Linked DNA regions of Mus musculus: all the other regions are linked to region 2. A link is a contact called in public promoter capture Hi-C data. All regions are on one chromosome and are shown on one strand. Each heading gives the region's core, a stretch centred on a gene start, on an enhancer-like site or on the middle of the called end of the contact. The rest is flanking DNA. Distances are from core to core; before and after follow the strand shown.

The links. Promoter capture Hi-C pulls out the DNA fragments that hold promoters and counts their contacts.
Region 1: a contact with region 2 is called in a promoter capture Hi-C map of pre-B cells, with 3 times the contacts expected there. The contact joins the promoter of Slc25a19 here to the promoter of Srsf2 in region 2. A contact is called at or near these places in 2 of 39 promoter capture datasets (erythroid cells and pre-B cells).
Region 3: a promoter capture Hi-C map of pre-B cells shows a contact between it and region 2, with 5 times the contacts expected there. The contact joins the promoter of Rab37 here to the promoter of Srsf2 in region 2. A contact is called at or near these places in 3 of 39 promoter capture datasets (liver and pre-B cells), 1 of 484 Hi-C or Micro-C datasets (CD8 T cells) and 1 of 9 other capture datasets (liver).

What each region holds. Positions count from the first base shown.
Region 1 is chr11:115,626,955-115,629,654 of GRCm38.p6, reverse strand. Slc25a19 (solute carrier family 25 (mitochondrial thiamine pyrophosphate carrier), member 19) reads left to right here and starts at 1,360. Exons shown (of 7, transcript NM_026071.3): 1 at 1,360-1,590.
Region 2 is chr11:116,851,687-116,854,386 of GRCm38.p6, reverse strand. It overlaps Srsf2 (serine and arginine-rich splicing factor 2), which reads left to right and starts at 1,293. Exons shown (of 3, transcript NM_011358.2): 1 at 1,293-1,819; 2 at 2,056-2,366. The coding sequence starts at 1,458. The coding sequence ends at 2,359. It overlaps Mfsd11 (major facilitator superfamily domain containing 11), which reads right to left and starts at 387. Exons shown (of 13, transcript NM_178620.4): 1 at 214-387. The coding sequence starts at 309.
Region 3 is chr11:115,152,782-115,155,481 of GRCm38.p6, reverse strand. Rab37 (RAB37, member RAS oncogene family) reads right to left here and starts at 1,304. Exons shown (of 9, transcript NM_021411.4): 1 at 1,191-1,304. The coding sequence starts at 1,283.

The sequences.
Region 1 (2,700 bases), core at 111-2,610, 1.2 Mb after region 2:
TTGAGGTGTTCTTAAAAAATACAAAAAGGAAGCCGGGCGTGGTGGCGCACGCCTTTAATCCCAGCACTCGGGAGGCAGAGGCAGGTGGATTTCTGAGTTCGAGGCCAGCCTGGTCAGAACTCAGAGTGAGTTCCAGGACAGCCAGGGCTGCACAGAGAAACCCTGTCTCGAAAAACCAAAAAAAAAAAATACAAAAAGGGGCTGGAGAGATGGCTCAACAAAAAGATGACGGCTTTTCCAAAGGTTCTGAGTTCAATTCCCACAACCACATGATAGTTCACAACCATCTGTAATGGGATCCGATGCCCTCTTCTGGTGTGTCTGAAGACAACTACAGTGCATTTATGTACATAAAATAAATAAATCTTTAAAAAAGATTAACTCTTTTTTTTTTTTTGGTTTTTTGAGACAGGGTTATATATATATATATGGTTATATATATATATGTATAGCCCTGGCTGTCCTGAAACTTACTTTGTAGATCAGGCTGGCCGCGAACTCAGAAATCCTCCTGCCTCTGCCTCCTGAGTGCTGGGATTAAAGGCGTGCGCCACCACGCCTGGCTAAGATTAACTCTTAAACTGTAACAAATAAACCACTGATTTAAAAACATGTAAGTAATGATACATTAAGAAGTTGCAGCAAATTACTTAGATCTCAGTTCAGATAAACTTTTTGTTTTAGAGGTCAGGGTCTCACGTAGCTTAGGCTGGCCTTGAACTCTGGGTTGATGTTGAACTACCGATCGTCCTTCCGGTGCTAAATTTCCTCCGGGGGTGTGTGTGTGTGTGTGTGTGTGTGTGTGTAGTTTCCTCCGGGTGTGTGTGTGTGTTTGTGTGTACAACTCCCTTAAAGGTTCTTATTCCTCCGTGTGTGTGTGTGTGTGTGTAGTTTCCTCCGGGTGTGTTTGTGTGTGTGTGTGTACAACTCCCTTAAAGGTTCTTATCCCAAAGAACCCATCTAACCCCGACCCGTGTGTGTGTGTGTGTGTGTGTGTGTGTGTGTGTGTGTGTGTGTGTGTGTGTACAACTCCCTTAAAGGTTCTTATCCCAAAGAACCCATCTAACCCCGACCCAACTCCAGTCCTTCAGGCTAATAATACCAGGCTTCCCGCCATCTTTTCCAAAGTTATATGACTTCTAAGACTACATTGATTTGGAAAATAAAAAATAAAAACTGGGTCAAGTTCAGCGAGCTCTAATATTCCATAGCCGCGCAGACTTCAGAGGATCGCGCCAATGAGAGGCCCTCTAGAAGGTCGTAAAAGCCAACTTCGCCATCCGCTCTTTTACGGCGTCGGAAATGCGCACGCAAGGCGCTGTGGTACTACACCTCCCAGGAGTCTCTGCAGCTTCTCAAGGGGGTGGGGCTTGGAAGCGGAAGACTACAGTACCTAGCGGTATCTGGACAGTGACATTGGGATGGGACCTTCGACGTACAACGATTCGTCCAGCGGCGGCCAAAAGCTGCACGGTGATTGGCCTAGCAGCCTGTCAGTTACTGGCAAGTGCTGTTAAGTTTTGCTGTTGGGCTACACTGAGAGGGAGGGAGAACTGAGCTTGAGGAGCCCGGACGGGCCTGAAGTGTCAGGTGAGTGGACCTCTGGCTTTGCTTTCTTCCCGGTACTCTCGGGGGCCGGTACCCCCACTCCGTGTGTCAGAACAGAGAAGGGCAGGTATCCACGTGGGGCGGGGACGGATGCTCACGAGGCACACCTGACCCCAGGAGCATCTTCAGAGACACGGAAGGCGAATCCCTCCCACCACCACTCACCATCGTAGGCGTTTGCACATGGGGTGTCCACTGCCCCGGACTCACGGAGACGCCCTCTCCACCCCACCCCATCCCCGGAAAGCCTGGACAGTGCACTCACGCGAGGCTGTCTGCAGAGCGCCTCAGCAGATCACATGGGCTCTCGGTTAGTCACCGAAGGACACCTGTCCACCCGACAGTGGAGTCTGAGGTAGAAAAGCTGCAGGGTGAAGAAACTCGCTTGCACCCCCATCACTGCCACTCAGGTCAGCAGCCGCCCTGTCTCAATCCTGCATTTATATTTATTTATATTATAAATCATTTTTTATCTGTTTAGATAGCAAGACTGTTAATGCACGAAGATTTTTGAATAAACAGGAGATTAATATTTCCCTTTATTTATTTTTGTTATTGGTTTGCGACCGTATAATCCTGGCTAGGCTCGAACTTGTTATGTTCTTAAGGGTGACCTTGAACTCTTGGTCCTCATGCCTCCCACCTCCCAAGTGCTGGAATTACAGACTACACTGCTGTGTTGGTTTTTGGAGACTGAACCCAGGGTACGTTAACAAATGTGATACTTTCCTCGCCTGGGTTGTAAAAATGTTTGTGTTTTTTAGTTTTCTTGAAGGCAAACACTTTTAAAGCTTTTTAGGTGTGTGTGACTTACTGGTTTTTATCACTTAACTTGATGAGCAGTTTGAGCCAGGCAGTCAGACGCCATCTCCTACTTCCCACAAGGGAAACCTGAGTTGGTATTTTATTTCATTTAAATGTCTTTTTACTTTTATTTTGCTGTAAATGAGTGTTTTCCCCGCATGCATGCCTGGGGCAGGAGAAAGAGTTTCGGATCCCCAGAGACTGGAATGACTGCTGTGAGCCTTCTTATGGGTACTAGGTCCTCAGTAAGAGCAGCAGCCAGAGCCTGCGGGTGGGGGCACATGCCTA
Region 2 (2,700 bases), core at 44-2,543:
CTCAAATTGCAAGCCGCATCTGAGTATTAAACGAAAGTGTTTAACACCACGTAAACGCGAAATATCTGATACACAAAATTAAGAAAACGAGAAAGGGTAGGCTGAAAAACAGGAGGTGCAATCTTGGCGTGGTAGCGGACATAAACGTTTATTGTCACAGCTGGAATGCATTCAGACGGGCATTCAAAGGAAGGAGTACAGATTCCAACTCACCGCCACATTTCCACAAGTCTGAAAGGCGGTGAACATAAACATAAAGGCAACTCCTAAAATAACGATGTTGAAAAGCTTTTTAGACTCCGGGGACATTTTGGCTCCGCTTGCTCAGAGGCCAGCAGCGGCCCAGGACAGTCACCTCTTCTCCTCCAGTCGAACCCCCTGACAGCCCTGAGGGAAGAAACCAGATGAGAGAACCACGAAGCCAGACTGCCGATTTCCAATCTTGGGATGGGAATCGTGGGTTTAAGGGAAATCTCTCCCCACCGGTACAGTCGGGACCCTCCGGGGACGCGACCGAGTGCAGAGGAGACCCGGGGTCTACCCGCCGCAACTCCAGTTGCAGGGAACGGGATCCGGGGCAAGGACGAGCAGTAGCAGCTGCTGGGGCCCGCCCTCCCGGCCTGACTCACAGCAGATCACGAGACCGGTCAGCTGACCAGAGTCTGGTCGCAGCGCCCGCCGGGAAATGTAGTCCCGGCGCCCCGTGGGGGGAGGGGAGGGTACGGCCGCACGCTGTGGCTAGCGCGTACTTTAGGTCTACACTACCCGTCCCTTCGTAGAGAGCAAAGGCCCCGAGAAGTGAAACCAAGGCAGCGAGCCTCAGTCAGGAGCGGCGGGAGAGGGGAACGTGAGGTGGCCCCGGGACACAGAGAGGCAAAAGAGAGCGCAAGAACCGGCTCTGACAGGCGGGACTGAAGGCTGGGCGGAACGGCGCGTGGAGCCCGGGCATTGGCGTGGGGAAGGGGCGGGGCTCTGGTGGGGCGCGCTTCCTCTTTCTCCCTCCATAGAGCCTCGTTCTTCCCCTTCCCCGCGCTCTCGCGGACGCACCCACGGTAGAGCATTTGGCGGGCTTTCTAACTGCCTTCTCTGGCTGCTCCCCCGCCCCACCGCAGTGACTGCGCGCTTTCCGCCCGCCCGCCGCGCGGTGCGCAGGCGCACCTGGGAGGGGCGGGGCGCGCGGCGGCGACGTTACGCAACACGGCCGAATGGGCCAATCAGGAGATTCATTTCCGGGTGGCGCGGGCGCCATTTTGTAAGGGTGGGTATAAATGCGCGCTGGGGCCCGCCCGCTCGCTTAGTTGCTGCTCAGGCGTCCGTCAGGTTCGGGTGCTCTGCGGCGGCCTTGCGGCTCCCTCCCTACCCACGAGGACTGTAGCTACCGAGCGCCTGACGGAGCTGCGTTTCCGGAGAGCGAGGGCCTGTCCGGGGCGTTAGGGTCTCGGCGCCGCTTCGCAGCCATGAGCTACGGCCGCCCGCCTCCCGATGTGGAGGGCATGACCTCCCTCAAGGTGGACAACCTGACCTACCGCACCTCGCCCGACACCCTGAGGCGCGTCTTCGAGAAATACGGGCGCGTCGGCGACGTGTACATTCCGCGGGACCGCTACACCAAGGAGTCCCGGGGCTTCGCCTTCGTCCGGTTCCACGACAAGCGCGACGCCGAAGACGCCATGGACGCCATGGACGGGGCGGTGCTCGACGGCCGCGAGCTGCGGGTGCAGATGGCGCGCTACGGCCGCCCGCCCGACTCGCACCACAGCCGCCGGGGCCCGCCACCCCGTCGGTACGGCGGCGGCGGCTACGGGCGGCGGAGCCGCAGGTGAGCGGGGCCCGGGGCGGAGCGGGAGGCGGACGGGCACAAAGGTACGCGGAGCACGTGGAGCCAGCCCCTCCCTCGCGGCCGGGGTGGCAGCAGGGCCGGGCCACTCCGTGCGAGACCCCGCCTCGCGGCAAGGGAAATGGCGCCTGGCAGCCAGATAATGGCGGCGGGGCGGGCGGGGCGGGACCGGCGGCCTGCAAGCTCACCCTGTCGCTTCGTTCACGTCCCACTCGCAGCCCTCGGCGACGCCGGCGCAGCCGATCTCGAAGCCGGAGTCGGTCCAGGTCGCGAAGCCGCTCCCGCTACAGCCGCTCCAAGTCTCGGTCCCGCACTCGCTCGCGCTCCAGATCAACCTCCAAGTCCAGATCTGCCCGAAGATCCAAGTCCAAGTCCTCCTCCGTCTCCAGATCCCGCTCGAGGTCAAGGTCCAGGTCGCGATCGAGAAGCCCTCCGCCCGTGTCGAAGCGAGAGTCCAAGTCTAGGTCGCGGTCCAAGAGCCCACCCAAGTCTCCAGAAGAAGAGGGAGCAGTTTCTTCCTAAGAAAATGGTAATGTCTGCGGGAATCTGAGACACGCCCTAACTCCCGTGGGGTATGGAGTAGGTTTTTTGAGCCTTGTTAGCATAAAGACTCCTGGTGTTAAGAGTACTACTGCTCTGAAGTTACTCAGCTTTGGGAGTGATGCTGAAGAGGGGTCTGCAGAGAGGATTGTGTAAAGCTTAGATAGTAATGGCTGTTTCATGCTGTTTGAGACCTATTAATGAAAATGACTATTTCTTGCTGTTTTTATCCAACGTCTGCATTTTCCCCCTTTAAAGCTGCGGTCTCCTGTTTTATCAAAGAATATTGGCCAGTATTGCAGATTTTAACTGATTTGGCTGAT
Region 3 (2,700 bases), core at 55-2,554, 1.7 Mb after region 2:
ACAGATCACAGCTGCCTTGAGCAAATGATGCAGCCGGTCACCCAGCCCATCAAGTCCACCAAACACAAACAGCTGCTCAGCCTTGCCACCTCCTAGGTAAACAGCTCAGTTGTCCTGCAGGGCTAGGAGGTCAGGAGATCCCCATCAGCCTGGGGGTGGGGGCTGGCCATCAGCAACTCCCCTCCCCTGAGGACTTAGAGCCCCATTTCCTGCCACAAGCCCACACAGGACGCCTATCTCAACGTCTCTGGGTGGGTAGGCTGGCTGACTGGCTTCCCCTGAAACCCTAGGGGGTGGAGATGTGAAGCTCCTAGTGAGAGTGAGATCTGGTGTTTGAGAGGAACCAAGACCCTGAAAGAGGCAGGTACCCTTCAAGACCAGGCATCACTTCTACCTGGCATAGCTCTTACTTCTCTCTCCTAAACCCTGTAGAAAAATAGTGCAAGAGGCTGGCTGGCTCAGCATCTCTTTTTAGAGTTCCATGTACTTGCTTAAGCCAAGGACACCAATAAGAGAGGTGGTGACAGACATCCTTTTATTCAGGGCATTCCTGCAGAATGTATGCACCCCAGAGAGTTGCCTTTAAGGTCGTCGGGGGGCCGGGCGGGGGGAGGGGGAGAGTGGGCCATGGTCACTAATTGCCATGTTCTTTCTCAGCTTCTGAAAATTCCCAAGTGGACTTGTAGGCTGGCTACATGCAGCCTGGGGTGTTGGGAAGGAGCTGTGAGTCTATGTCTGGAGGCAGTGGGGAGGGGAAGGGTGGGATGTACCGCTGAGTGGGGACCCAAAGCACTGCACGCCTGTGACAGGTGTCACTTTTTGAGGCTTAGCTCAAAAAGGGCATTAACCTTGAGATGCCTCTGAAGGCGGGGATGCCCTGTCTGTGTCTTCAGAGAGTCCCTGTCTCCCAGTATTCCAAAGTGTGGCAGAAGGAACTGGGTTTTTGTTCCTAGGGTGGGGGAGTCTTAGTCTTTCAGATCTGCCTTACCCCATGCCCTCCGAGGTCAGCCTAGAACCCTAGAGACTGGGATGAGCCCAGGGGTTATGCCCCAGACCAGAGACCCAGCTGACACTTCCAGAAGAGGGGTGTAGACAGGGAAGGACAGGGTCCTAAGGCAAAGGACATCGGGAGGGATGTCCCTAAGTGCCGGCCTGGGGGGTCCCCAGCACTGAGCGCAGAGCCCACCCACCTTGCCGGTGAGATCGTAGTTCGGGCTGAAGGGCGGGGAGCGCTCAGGGGCCTCGCCATCCCCAGCGGTAGCAGCTCCTGGTGTGCCAGTCATGTCCCCGGACAGTCAGAGGTGAGCCCGGCTCGAAGCAAGCGAGGGAGAGCGAGGAACCGCCCTGCCCTAGGCTCCGCCCACTCCTCCCTCCCCATCCACCAACCGGCTCGGACCCTGATAGACTCCTCCCTCCGTCCCGCCATCCCCTCGACGACGCCAGCCAGGACGTCTGAGACTCGCAGAATGCACACCCTAGGGAGTGGCAGTCCCCCTGAGAGACATTAGCCTAGTTTAGTGCTCTTACAGCACGGAATGAGTCCTGCTACAGGACCAGCCCATTAAGGTCGCAGTGGTGAAGTTAGATTGCCATCGAGGCTGCGGACCCGGGAGACCCAGCTAGCTGCGGAAGGTGTGGGGCTTGGTTTCCTACTGCGGCAATGCAGTGGCCAGCAGGGCGCGCCCGAGCTCCAGCCAGTTGACAGTCCGGTACTTACCTGCAGGCAAGAAGCTGGGGACGTCCCTGAACAATGTTGGACAGGAAGTTGCATTCTGAGACTAGCACCCAAGCGGTTCTGATAGACCTCAGCTCATCTGAGCCTACTTTTTCACCGACACTCACCTTGGAGCGCACTGACCATCTGGGGAGCTCCTGGGTGGTGCTAACACTTGGAGCTCTTTGCCATGTTTCTCCCTCATTTGTTAGTCTAAGCCCCTGATGTCCTCCCACCACGGGAAGGTGAGCTCTTGAAGCCCATCTTTCCAAGGGGACAAGATAGGGCCAACATTATTCAGGGAAGGCCTAGGCCTAGCCACCGAGTGGGTGCCACAGGAATTCATGAAGTCGTGGGTCGTTTTGAGCTGTTTCTAGTACAGCCCAGGAACCCTGCAGCTCCGGATGACGGGGGATATGGAGAATCTGGGGTTGCACATACCAGGGTTCAGTAGCTTGTGGGCCAACTTTTCAACATCTCAACGCTGTATAGAAAGGAACAGGATGCGGGGACTGGATGCGGGGTGTAGGAAGGGGGTTGGGCCCCTCAACTTTTTAGGTGAGGGCAGTGAGGGCTGGCTTTGGGGTGACTATGACTTGGGAAATGGCTGTGTACATCAGCAGGAACTATTTCATGACAGCTGAGAGGAGATCCCGGAGCCTGGATGGAGGTGACTTTGTCGAGGTGGGAATTGGAGAGGGGTAGTGGCTTGCCCCTTGCTCACCGTCCACTGAAAACTAATGTTGTGGGGGTACATCGTGTCCCCCAAGAGATATGCTGAAGTCCTAGGCACTGGTACCCAAAATGTGTGTGGCCTTCCTTGGCAACAGGAACATTAGAGATGTAGGTTAGAACTGGGCCATACTGGAATAGGGGTTCCGTGATGGTTAATACTGATCATTAACTTGGCAGGCCCTAGAGTCATGCTGTGAGGGAATATCTTAATTAGGTTGACCGAGGTGGGAAGACCCACTCCAGAGGAGGGC